Regions from separate parts of the Mus musculus genome. Here region 1 is linked to region 2. A link is a contact called in public promoter capture Hi-C data. All regions are on one chromosome and are shown on one strand. Each heading gives the region's core, a stretch centred on a gene start, on an enhancer-like site or on the middle of the called end of the contact. The rest is flanking DNA. Distances are from core to core; before and after follow the strand shown. Region 1 overlaps Mapk8ip3 (mitogen-activated protein kinase 8 interacting protein 3). Region 2 holds the start of Clcn7 (chloride channel, voltage-sensitive 7).

What was found. Promoter capture Hi-C pulls out the DNA fragments that hold promoters and counts their contacts.
Region 1: a promoter capture Hi-C map of erythroid cells shows a contact between it and region 2, with 5 times the contacts expected there. The contact joins the enhancer-like site here to the promoter of Clcn7 in region 2. A contact is called at or near these places in 2 of 39 promoter capture datasets (embryonic stem cells and erythroid cells), 1 of 484 Hi-C or Micro-C datasets (embryonic stem cells), 4 of 115 datasets of contacts at active chromatin or transcription factors (differentiating embryonic stem cells and embryonic stem cells) and 2 of 9 other capture datasets (adipose tissue and liver).

What each region holds. Positions count from the first base shown.
Region 1 is chr17:24,899,386-24,904,615 of GRCm38.p6, reverse strand. Mapk8ip3 (mitogen-activated protein kinase 8 interacting protein 3) reads left to right here. Exons shown (of 33, transcript NM_001163449.1): 18 at 565-691; 19 at 1,232-1,327; 20 at 1,454-1,612; 21 at 2,173-2,338; 22 at 2,829-3,011; 23 at 3,087-3,276; 24 at 3,391-3,510; 25 at 3,597-3,677; 26 at 3,761-3,828; 27 at 3,970-4,118; 28 at 4,283-4,454; 29 at 4,667-4,780; 30 at 4,903-4,941; 31 at 5,041-5,220. Among named protein-coding and RNA genes, the nearest start is that of Nme3, 5.5 kb to the right of the region's middle. Within about 2 kb of position 1,750, at least 16 of the 459 cell types and tissues checked have an H3K27ac peak or open chromatin away from gene starts, as enhancers often do. A contact at or near this core is called in erythroid cells, where this site is marked.
Region 2 is chr17:25,129,769-25,135,029 of GRCm38.p6, reverse strand. It overlaps Clcn7 (chloride channel, voltage-sensitive 7), which reads right to left and starts at 1,639. Exons shown (of 25, transcript NM_011930.4): 1 at 1,416-1,639. The coding sequence starts at 1,553.

The DNA of each region.
Region 1 (5,230 bases), core at 501-3,000, 230 kb after region 2:
TATCCACTCTATGCTTGAAGTTGGAGAGCAGACTTTTAATATTCTGTACTGTGGGACAGAAGTTATCAAGAGCAGGAAAGATGACACCTTCTCTCTATGTCCACTACCCCCAGCAAAAACTAGTCCTCAGGTTCTGTCTGAATGACTTTTAGCAGGGACTGCAGTTCCAAGAAACCATTCTCTTAGACTTTGAAGACTGTGCTGGGTCCCATCATACTCTTCCCTCCTGTGTCTGACCTTAACGTCTGAGCACTGCCCCAAACACTTAGTTAAGCTTCTTGGGGCCACTTTTGTGAGAAACTACTGGTAAACTCACCTAGGTTACACAGTTGCTGACCAGCAACAGAGCAGGCCCCAGAACAGCTGGAAATGACCTCTTAAGCACAGGATCACACCCCAGACATAATTGGGAAAAGCCACCTTCTGTCAAATACTACCCCTGTCCCAGAAAAGGCAAGGGTAGAATCAGGCAGGCTCTGAGGAAGACCAGTGAGAGTCTGGGTGCTCCAGCCTCACCCCGACAGCTCACCTTGAACAGATGTAACCTGTCATTTTTTCACCCAGTGACTGCACCTCTTCTGCCCGGCGGGAGCAGAAGCGGGAGCAGTACCGCCAGGTTCGTGAACACGTGCGCAATGATGACGGGAGGCTGCAGGCCTGTGGGTGGAGCCTGCCTGCCAAGTACAAGCAGGTACTTGAGACAGGGGGTGGTTTCTGGGTATGGAGAGGATGTGAGAAGGACACAGTGGTAGTGCAGAGCCAGGAGGCACCCATTTCCTAGCTGGTGTTGGTGGATCTGTGACTCTGAGGGTTTTCTAGTTTGCTTTCTGTTGCTCTGATAAAACCCTGAGCAGACCAGCCTGGGTGAAGAATGGGATTATTTGACTTAACTTCCACCATCAAGGGAAACTGAAGCAGAAATCACTGAGGAATAGTATTTACTGGCTTGTTTTTCATTGCATATGCAACTTGCTTTCTTACACATCCCAAGATCACCTCCCACACACATGCCTATGGACCAGTCTGATGGAGGCAGTTCCTCAGTTGACATTCCCTCTTCCCAGGGGGTTCTAGCTTATGTCAGGTTGGCAAAAACTAACCAGCACAGAGGGCCAGCAGAGCCAGACCCAGTGCACTGTGTACCAGAAGCCCGCAGGCAACTAATTGAGATTTCTGAAGGCTAAAGTGTCTTCCTTGGCCTCATACCACAGAACTTCCCACTCTGTTGCAGCTGAGCCCCAATGGAGGCCAGGAAGACACCCGGATGAAAAATGTGCCTGTCCCTGTGTACTGCCGCCCTCTGGTGGAGAAGGACCCTTCGACAAAGGTGAGCACCAAGGACCCTGATCAGAGGCCTCCAAGGAAACCCTGGACAAAGGGTAGTCTTTACTGTAGCCCCTGGGAGGCCCCAGAGAAGCTGATGCACTGAGACCTCACAGCCTTGTCCCCGCAGCTGTGGTGTGCTGCTGGTGTCAACCTGAGTGGGTGGAAGCCACATGAAGAGGACTCTAGCAATGGACCCAAGCCTGTACCAGGTCGAGACCCTCTGACCTGTGACCGGGAAGGAGAAGGCGAACCCAAGAGCACACACCCATCACCTGAGAAGAAGAAGGTCAGTATGTTGATCAAGAATGTGGTTTTATCCTACATAAAGTCTCTAGATAGTTTCCTGCAGGTTCTGCAGTTAAGTGACCACACCCTGGTGACAGTGCATCTCTTTTCCCCTATCAGTCTGAGACAGGAGCAGGTGCTGCAGCATCTAAGATACCACTGCTGCCTCTCTATAGTCCAGGTTTCCTCCTGGCCTGTGGAGCGATGGGACTGTCTACTGCCCTTGGTAACAGAGGGCTTGGGAGAACCAGGCATACCTTTTATCATGTAGTAAATTAGGGAGCAGGAGGACTGCTCATAGGAGAGGCCCAGTGATTTGCAATGAATCCCAGAGCACGGTCACAGCTTGATTTACAGGCCATGAGAGTTGCCTCTCCAAGTTTGTGGTTTCCTCTTAGAAATGAACTATCATGATATGGATCTGCGGGCTATAGGGGAGGATAACTATCCATTGATGCCATATTCAAAGCTAGATCTTAGGAAGTTCTGAGACTCCCTGATTCATGTCAATACCAAGTTCAGGCACTGGCTTTGATTTCCCCCTGATATGCTCTGAAACAGGCAAAGGAAACCCCTGAGGCAGATGCTACCTCCAGTCGGGTATGGATCCTCACCAGCACCCTGACAACCAGCAAGGTGGTGATCATTGATGCCAACCAGCCAGGCACAATTGTGGATCAGTTCACAGTCTGCAATGCCCACGTCCTGTGTATCTCCAGCATTCCTGGTGAGCCGGGGCTCCCACTGCCAGGTGCTGTCCAACAGCAGGCACTGCTGCTTGTGGACTGCCCTGCAAAGCTGGTGCTCGAGGCGGGTAGCTCTTCCTTTTCAGCCAGGTAGGACTGACATGTGCAATAAGTAGGGATTGGAGACCTGCTAGGAATGCAAGTCCAGGAGGAAGCTCTTCAGGGTACAGGCAAAGGCCCTGGCTTCACCCCTCAGCAGCAGCCTCATGACCTTTTAGCCCAGCCCCAGGGTAGCGCTAAGAGCCCTACATGTCTCTGCTTTGAAGCCTATTTGCTGGGTGGCCTCTACTCCTTGGAGCTCTTCAGGACCTTTCGTGTGATAGAGCAGAGCATTACTTCTTAGCTTCGTTTTGGCCTATAAGCTTGACCCTAGGCCTGAGCGTCGCAGGCATGGTTGCGTGTGACCTCCCTGCCTTCACTGAGATGGAGCTTTGTGGTGTTGGACTGATGGACTGGAAATTTTTCCCGCAGCGGCCAGTGACAGTGACTATCCCCCTGGGGAGATGTTCCTAGACAGTGATGTGAACCCTGAAGATTCAGGTGCTGATGGTGTGCTGGCTGGCATCACCCTGGTGGGGTGTGCTACCCGCTGCAATGTTCCACGTAGCAACTGTTCCTCACGAGGAGACACCCCAGTACTGGACAAGGGGCAGGGTGAGTCCTGGATCATCATCTCCCTACTCCACACTCCTCTTCCTCCACTTACCAGGCTTACCCCTCTCTCCACAGGGGATGTGGCGACCACTGCCAATGGGAAGGTCAACCCGTCCCAATCCACAGAAGAAGCCACAGAAGCCACGGAGGTGCCAGACCCTGGTCCCAGCGAGTCAGAAGCAACGACAGTCCGGCCCGGGCCTCTCACAGAGCATGTCTTTACTGACCCAGCACCCACCCCATCCTCCAGCACCCAGCCTGCCAGGTAGGCTCTCCTAGGTTGGGTCAGTTGAGTGAAGAGAAGGATGGCGAGGTGAACAGGGATCAGCATATGCTTCCAGGACTTACTCTGCAGCTACAGCTACCATTCTTCTTGCAGTGAGAATGGGTCAGAGTCCAATGGCACCATTGTACAGCCTCAGGTGGAGCCCAGTGGGGAACTCTCAACAACAACCAGTAGCGCTGCACCCACTATGTGGCTAGGAGCCCAGAATGGCTGGTAGGTAAAGCCAAAGACACAAGACATGGGATGTGCTGGGAGGGCTCACTGAACCATGTAAGCTCAGCCCACCTGCCCTCTTGCAGGCTCTATGTGCATTCAGCGGTAGCCAACTGGAAGAAGTGTCTGCACTCCATCAAGCTAAAAGACTCTGTGCTGAGCCTGGTGTATGTGTTTCCCACTGAGGGGTGGGGTTAGGGACCCAAGGGCCCAGCAACCCCATCCTGCCTCACTGACTTAACCATTCCAGGCATGTCAAAGGCCGAGTGCTGGTAGCTCTTGCAGATGGGACCCTGGCTATCTTCCATCGTGGAGAGGGTAAGACCTAGTGGCCCTTGCAGAGACAGGTCTAGGGGCTCTTGGGTCCATCCTGAGCCTAGCAATGGGTCCTCCACACCAACCCTGTGAACAGAGATAGATCCTAGCCAGACCTGAACAGGTGTCCTGGACTCTTTCTAGATGGCCAGTGGGACCTGAGCAACTACCACCTAATGGACCTGGGCCACCCACACCACTCCATCCGCTGCATGGCTGTTGTGAATGACCGAGTTTGGTGTGGCTACAAGAACAAGGTGCATGTTATCCAGCCCAAGACAATGCAGATTGAGGCAAGTGCTAGCCAATAACCTCCAGAGTAGGGTGGGGCTTTTGCTAGATTAGAGATTGGGACAGGCTGTGTGTCATTAAGGTGAAACCTGCATCAAATCACAGCAAGCACATGTCCCTTACTTTTTCATTACCCATCCGTTGACTGGCTGCCCTTACCTCACAGAAATCATTTGATGCCCACCCAAGGCGGGAAAGCCAGGTACGTCAGCTGGCCTGGATCGGTGATGGAGTGTGGGTCTCTATTCGCTTGGATTCTACCCTTCGGCTCTACCATGCTCACACCCACCAGCACCTGCAGGATGTGGACATTGAGCCCTATGTTAGCAAGATGCTAGGTGAGTTGGGCATGGAGCCACATGCCTGTGCTCTCAGCACTTGGGAGGTGGAAGCAGGAGGCTCATCTTTAGCTCCATAAAGGGTTTGAGTCAATCCTTGGCTATATGAGAGCTTATCTCAATATAAATTAAATAAAGATGTAATGTTAGGGGATGTGCCAAGCAAAAGCACCCATTACTGACTGCACTGACCCTCTTCCTGTCCCACTCAGGAACCGGCAAGCTGGGCTTCTCCTTCGTGCGCATCACAGCCTTACTCATTGCAGGCAACCGTCTGTGGGTGGGCACTGGCAATGGGGTTGTCATCTCCATCCCCTTGACTGAGAGTAAGTTTCCAACCCTAGATGGCACCTCTCAAGAAAGCAGCAGCTGTGCTAGACTCCCCGAGTAAGTGTACTGGGGAGCCGCCTGTCTGGGCAAGCTCACCCTTCCTTTTTTTCTTATTCAGCTGTGGTCCTGCATCGAGGCCAGCTCCTAGGGCTCCGAGGTAAGTGCTGGGTACTTGCCCACTGGTGCCCCCAGTAATCACCATCTCCAGCTGCCTGCTGAAAATAACGTGGCCCAATCTTCCTGTCTGTTTTCCCAGCCAACAAGACATCCCCAACATCTGGGGAGGGGACCCGCCCAGGGGGCATCATCCATGTGTATGGGGACGACAGCAGTGACAAGGCCGCCAGTAGTTTCATCCCCTACTGCTCCATGGCACAGGCTCAGCTTTGCTTCCATGGGCACCGTGATGCTGTCAAATTCTTTGTCTCTGTGCCAGGTACACAGCT
Region 2 (5,261 bases), core at 390-2,889:
TCTTCCCTCTCTTAAAAACCAGTTGCCAACATAAAGTTACTTTCTTTTTGGAGAGAGACACGTGTGTGTGTGTGTGTGTGTGTGTGTGTGTGTGTGTGTGTGTGTGGTGGAGGCCTCTCTAGTGGAGGCCAGGAGAGGAAAAGGTGGTCAGATCACCTGAAACTACAGTTATAAGTGGTTGAGCCACTGGACCTGGGTGCTAGGACCTGAACTTGAGTCTTCTCCAAGAGCAGCAATAGCCCCCTTCCCCAAAGGTTACTTTCTTTACAACAGGGATAACAAATCACACCACCCAGAAACACCCTAGGGAGGCAGACACAGCTCTACCACCTTACTTATTTCTGATCACTACTGCAGACCGGAGTCACAAGCACACGTCCTTCAAAAGGGCCTGAGCTGCTTCCCAGCAACAAGGAGCTGACTTTGACTTTCACTGTCCACTGCACCTTCAAGGGTCTAGCAAAGAAAGCCTAAATGTAAGTTTTGATGCGGTAGCCCTATCTTGTGCTCTTCTTAGCCTTTAAAACAGCAGGAGTGTTTGTTAAGACACCTCTAACATCAGGAGGAGGAAGGGTAAAGGACAGTTATAAAACAGACTAACATCAAGGAATTGATATAAGTAACTGACTCAAAATTAACACGATGCACACAGGCAAAAGAAGCAAAAGCACACAAGTAAACAAGCCTGTCCCGGTCTTAAACGCTAGGCATTTGAAGGCACAAACTGTTCGCAGTGCTGAGCACACTCTGGCCTCTGACTTGTTGCTTATCATGTCTGGCTGCACATTCCAAGTTCAACTAGGTAGTAAGAGAAAATGAGTGGGGATGCTTGACACTGCAATTGTGTCCCAAACGTCTGGAATTACTCCTGTGAGAAAGGAGACAGGCACTTTCACCGAAAGCACAATTCTGCCATTTAAATTGAAAACTACCAAGCGTGTAGTCCAGGCCTTCCAAGTTCTTGGGAAAATGAGACAGGATTATGAATTCATTGGTGGTCTCACTGTGAGACCTTATCTTGAAACGTCAAGGGCTATGGGTGCAGAGCTGAGGTCGTTATGATTGCCTTGTATGTGTAAACCCTGGCTTGACCCTCACCACGAAAAGTAAAATTAAAAAACAAAAGCAACGTTAAAGTCTTGGGATCTCTTGCTGAAAAGTCAGCGACAACGGTTCCTGGAGGAGAGGGTATCATTTTCTCTGATGGTGTAGCCACTGAGGAACGAGATGGGAAGAAGGGGTTCAAAGAGAAAGAAAGAAGAGGTTTATGAGTGCGAGGCTATCAAAAATAAAAGTCTTCCAGGATTCAAAAAAATAACAGAGGAGAGCACCGTGGCCTCCCTCTGGGCCCCGCCAGCACACTGAGGACCGGCGCAGCGATCCCGGCGGCTGCATCTCCGGCCCGCGGGCCTCACCTGGCGCGCGCCCGGCCCAGCTCCGTTCAGCAGCGGCGTCTCCTCGTCAGGCTGCCCTGTCCTTCGAAGCAGTGGCGCCCCCTCCTCATCATCGCGATCTCGGCCGGACCAAGACACTTTCTTAGAGACGTTGGCCATGGCCCACTGAGGACCAAACTCAACAAGAACAGCCGGCAGACCGGCAGCATTCCCGTGACCCGCGCCCAGGTCTCACGTGATCTATCATCGGTGCCCACGTGACTGACGACGGAGGCCGGCAAGATCCGGGAGCGCGGAGTCTCCTGGGAATTGTGGTTCACTGGTCGTTGCAGCCCAGGGTAGAAACCTAGAACTCAAAATCCCTAGCAATTAGTGTCTTCACTGAAGGCAGTGACCCAAACTCCAGAGAAGAACCAGCCCGAGATGCACGCCTAGTCCTCCAAGAGATGATATGGAAAAAAAAAAAATAAACTACCTGTAAAAGTTCTGGAATCGTCCCTCTCAACTAAGTTGGCTTCATGTGTTTCCTGTGCTCAAAGGGCAGCCAAACTGCTGCAATTCCGGGAAAGGGATTGAGACCCTGATGCCACACCACTTCCAGTAGGATCTGTATGACAAGTTCCACAAACTGAGGCTATTGACCTCAAAAGGGGTAGGCCTCCTGGAACCGGTGTGGAACTCTTCGCCGGAGAAAAAAATATTGAGTGGTAGTTCTTATGGCAATGTTTTGTTTTCTCTTATTCCTTTTCTTATTTACATGTTCCTGGTAGCCTAGGCCAAGATCTTAAGCAAGAATAATGGGTAAGAAACCAACCCTAGAGATGGGGGCCACTAACATGACCTTATCCCCCGGGAAAACAATGCCTTACTTTCTAAATCATTTACAAAACTATTACGATAGATAAAAACTTTCCCAACAATAAAATTTCATATGGCTGCACGTGTGTCATCGGAGGTGGATTTTGGTGTATGGTAAAGAAAGCCTTAATTAGAAAGAATTAAAATAGTTTGAATTTACATATTGAAGATTTGTTAAAAAAGAAAAAGAAAAAACCCAGATACTAGATGTTAAATAGTAATTGACCATGGGGCTAGAGAGTTAGTTCAGTGGTTAAGAGCACTGACCATTAAAGATTTATTAACCTGCTCCTAGAAATAAGCCACTAGACTTGGACAACAGCCCCCACTGAATACATCCTTTTAGAATTGTTATATTTTGATGATTTATATTAATAATGATGTTACCTGTACTGTTTGTGATTCACTGAATGCATAGTTTCAGAGTTGTAATGCTTGGATGATTTTTGTGCTTTACTGTGCCAAATGATTTTTGTTGGTATTTGTGATTGTTTCACTGGATATAGTTTCTAAGAGATGTAATGTTTGGTTTTTTAATGTATAAAATCCCCTGCTTGAGAGCTGCAAAATGCACTCAGATTCAAACTGCCTCTGTGTTTGTTTCTGTTTGTCACCACCGAATCCTTACCCACCTAGCTTTGAGGACCCTCATTCCAGAGACCCCCATAACCGACTTGGGTGGACCGTGGCACCCTGAAGTGCCAAATTAGGAAAGACTGGGGTTCCTCCGAGGAGGAGACTAGGACAGCACATGGGCGTGGCATTAACTAGCCGCAGGTTGCTTTAGGCAATAGTATTTTAGGAAGATTAAGTTTGCCTTAGTATCGGTGTTACATCAACAAAGTTGTTCTTAGATGTATCCTGAATTATGTAGGGGCAAGGATTGGGATTTGATACTACAACTTCAGGGACCCGAGAGTGACTGTAATCATGGGTGGCACTCTACAGAGAAAGAACGATGTTACAAAGTTTACTTCTGAGCAGTGTCATGGCAGTTGCATTACAGAGGATGGTAGAAGGAAGCAAGGAAGAAAGTGTCCACTTAATGAAGGAAATAGGTATATAATGTGAAAGCTACATTTAACAGAGAAATATCAGAGAGGGCTGGGGTTAATATGTACGACATAGAAAGATTCTATAAAAATAGTTAAAATACAATTCAGGACATCAGTGGTGACAAAGATCATATGTAAGAGAGTTAACAAGGGTTCTAGGATATATATGTACATTCATCTATATATGTGTACATATATATATCCTAGATTTTATATATATATATATGCATATACATGTATATAATATTACCTTGAAACTTTTTTATTTGAAAATTTTCAAATCAGAAAGTTTTAAGTTCATCTTAACCTCTAAGGGTGAGAGGATTATAGGAAATGTCCTTCCTTTCATACAATTCAAAGTAAAACCAAAACTAAACACAGAATAAGAGGAAGAAAGTTAAATGGTGTTCTGAATTTTCCCATGATTATCCTGTGACTCTCTCTCTGTGTGTGTGTGTGTGTGTGTGTGTGTGTGTGTGTGTGCTGTTTCCTCTTTGACACACCTTAGTTTTGTCATTTTACAAGACAGTGATAAGGATGTCATGAACCTCTTTTGTATTGCTGGGCTTTGAGGTTGGGAAATGAAGCTGGCTTGTCCAACTAAGGTCATTAGTATTCCATGGGGCTTGAACTTAGATCCCTTCAAAACTTTGATCAGAAACTGGGCAGTGGTGGTACATGTCTTTAGTCCCAGCACTTGGGAGGCAGAGGCAGGTGGATTTCTGAGTTCAAGGCCAGTCTGGTCTACAAAGTGAGTTCCAGAACAGCCAGGGCTACACAGAGAAACCCTGTCTCACACCCCCCCCACACACACATACAAACTTTGATCACAATTTCTTTAAGACTAGGACATTTAAGTTGTCAGTTGAGCTAAATGCACAGGCTTGGGCCTTTCTGGATGATAGAGTTTGGGGGGAAAAAGGATTGGCAGAAGAATAAGCAGAGTAGAGATGTGGCATAGCAGGATATGTAGGAGGAGTTATAATGGAGAGAGTCATCCTAGGGTCATGCCTGGGGGCATAGATCTCTCCATAACCCTTGCTGACAAAGTGGTACAATTCCCACAGCTCCCAAAAGACCAGGGCCTTCAACTTATTGTTCTCTTTTTATTGACTTTTGTCTATTAGGGATTAAACTCGGGGTCTTACACATGTCAGCCAAATGCTCTATTGTTGAACCTTGTAAGTCTTTGTAAGAAGAGAAATGAACAGGGGTGGACAAGAAATGGACAGGGGTGGACAAATTGGTTATGGGAGGACCATTGGCTTCTTGTTAGTACTGATTCCTTGAAGGGCCAGGATTGTAACAATGTAATAGATGTGGTTAAAGAAGGAATCTAGGGGACTGGAGAGATGGCTCAGCAGTTAAGAGCACTGACTGTTCTTATGAAGGTCTTGAGTTCAAATCCTAGCAACCCTGCATGGTGGTTTACAACCATCTGTAATGACATCTGATGCCCTCTACTGGTATGTCTGAGGACAGCTACAGTGTACTTACATATACATAATAAATAAATCTTTTTTTTTTTTTTCAAAAAGAAAGAAAGAAGGAATCTAGTGGCCTTAGAAAGGGTGAGGTTCATACTTCAAAATACACAGGTGGCTTTTGATGACCCCACTGGGAGGCTGAGTCAGATGAACATATCTCCAAATCCAACCGACTTCCCATGACTGCCTGTCTAAGATTTCCGCTTGTCCTTAAGGTCCTCCCACACTGCCCCAAACACTAATGGACCACATCTAAGACCTTCTACTTGTCTGGAATGACAACTGTGCTGGAACATGTCTGCTGACGTCCCAAGCTCTGCAGTGACTGGTGTGATATCTTGGTTCCCTTAGACTGTGTTGAACATCTGAAAGCTGGGATTATAGAACCAATGCTCTGCCGAATCCTGGCTTTGAGCCTGTGTGTGTCTGGTTACTTCCAGCTGTTCTAGCCTGTCCACGAGGTTGAG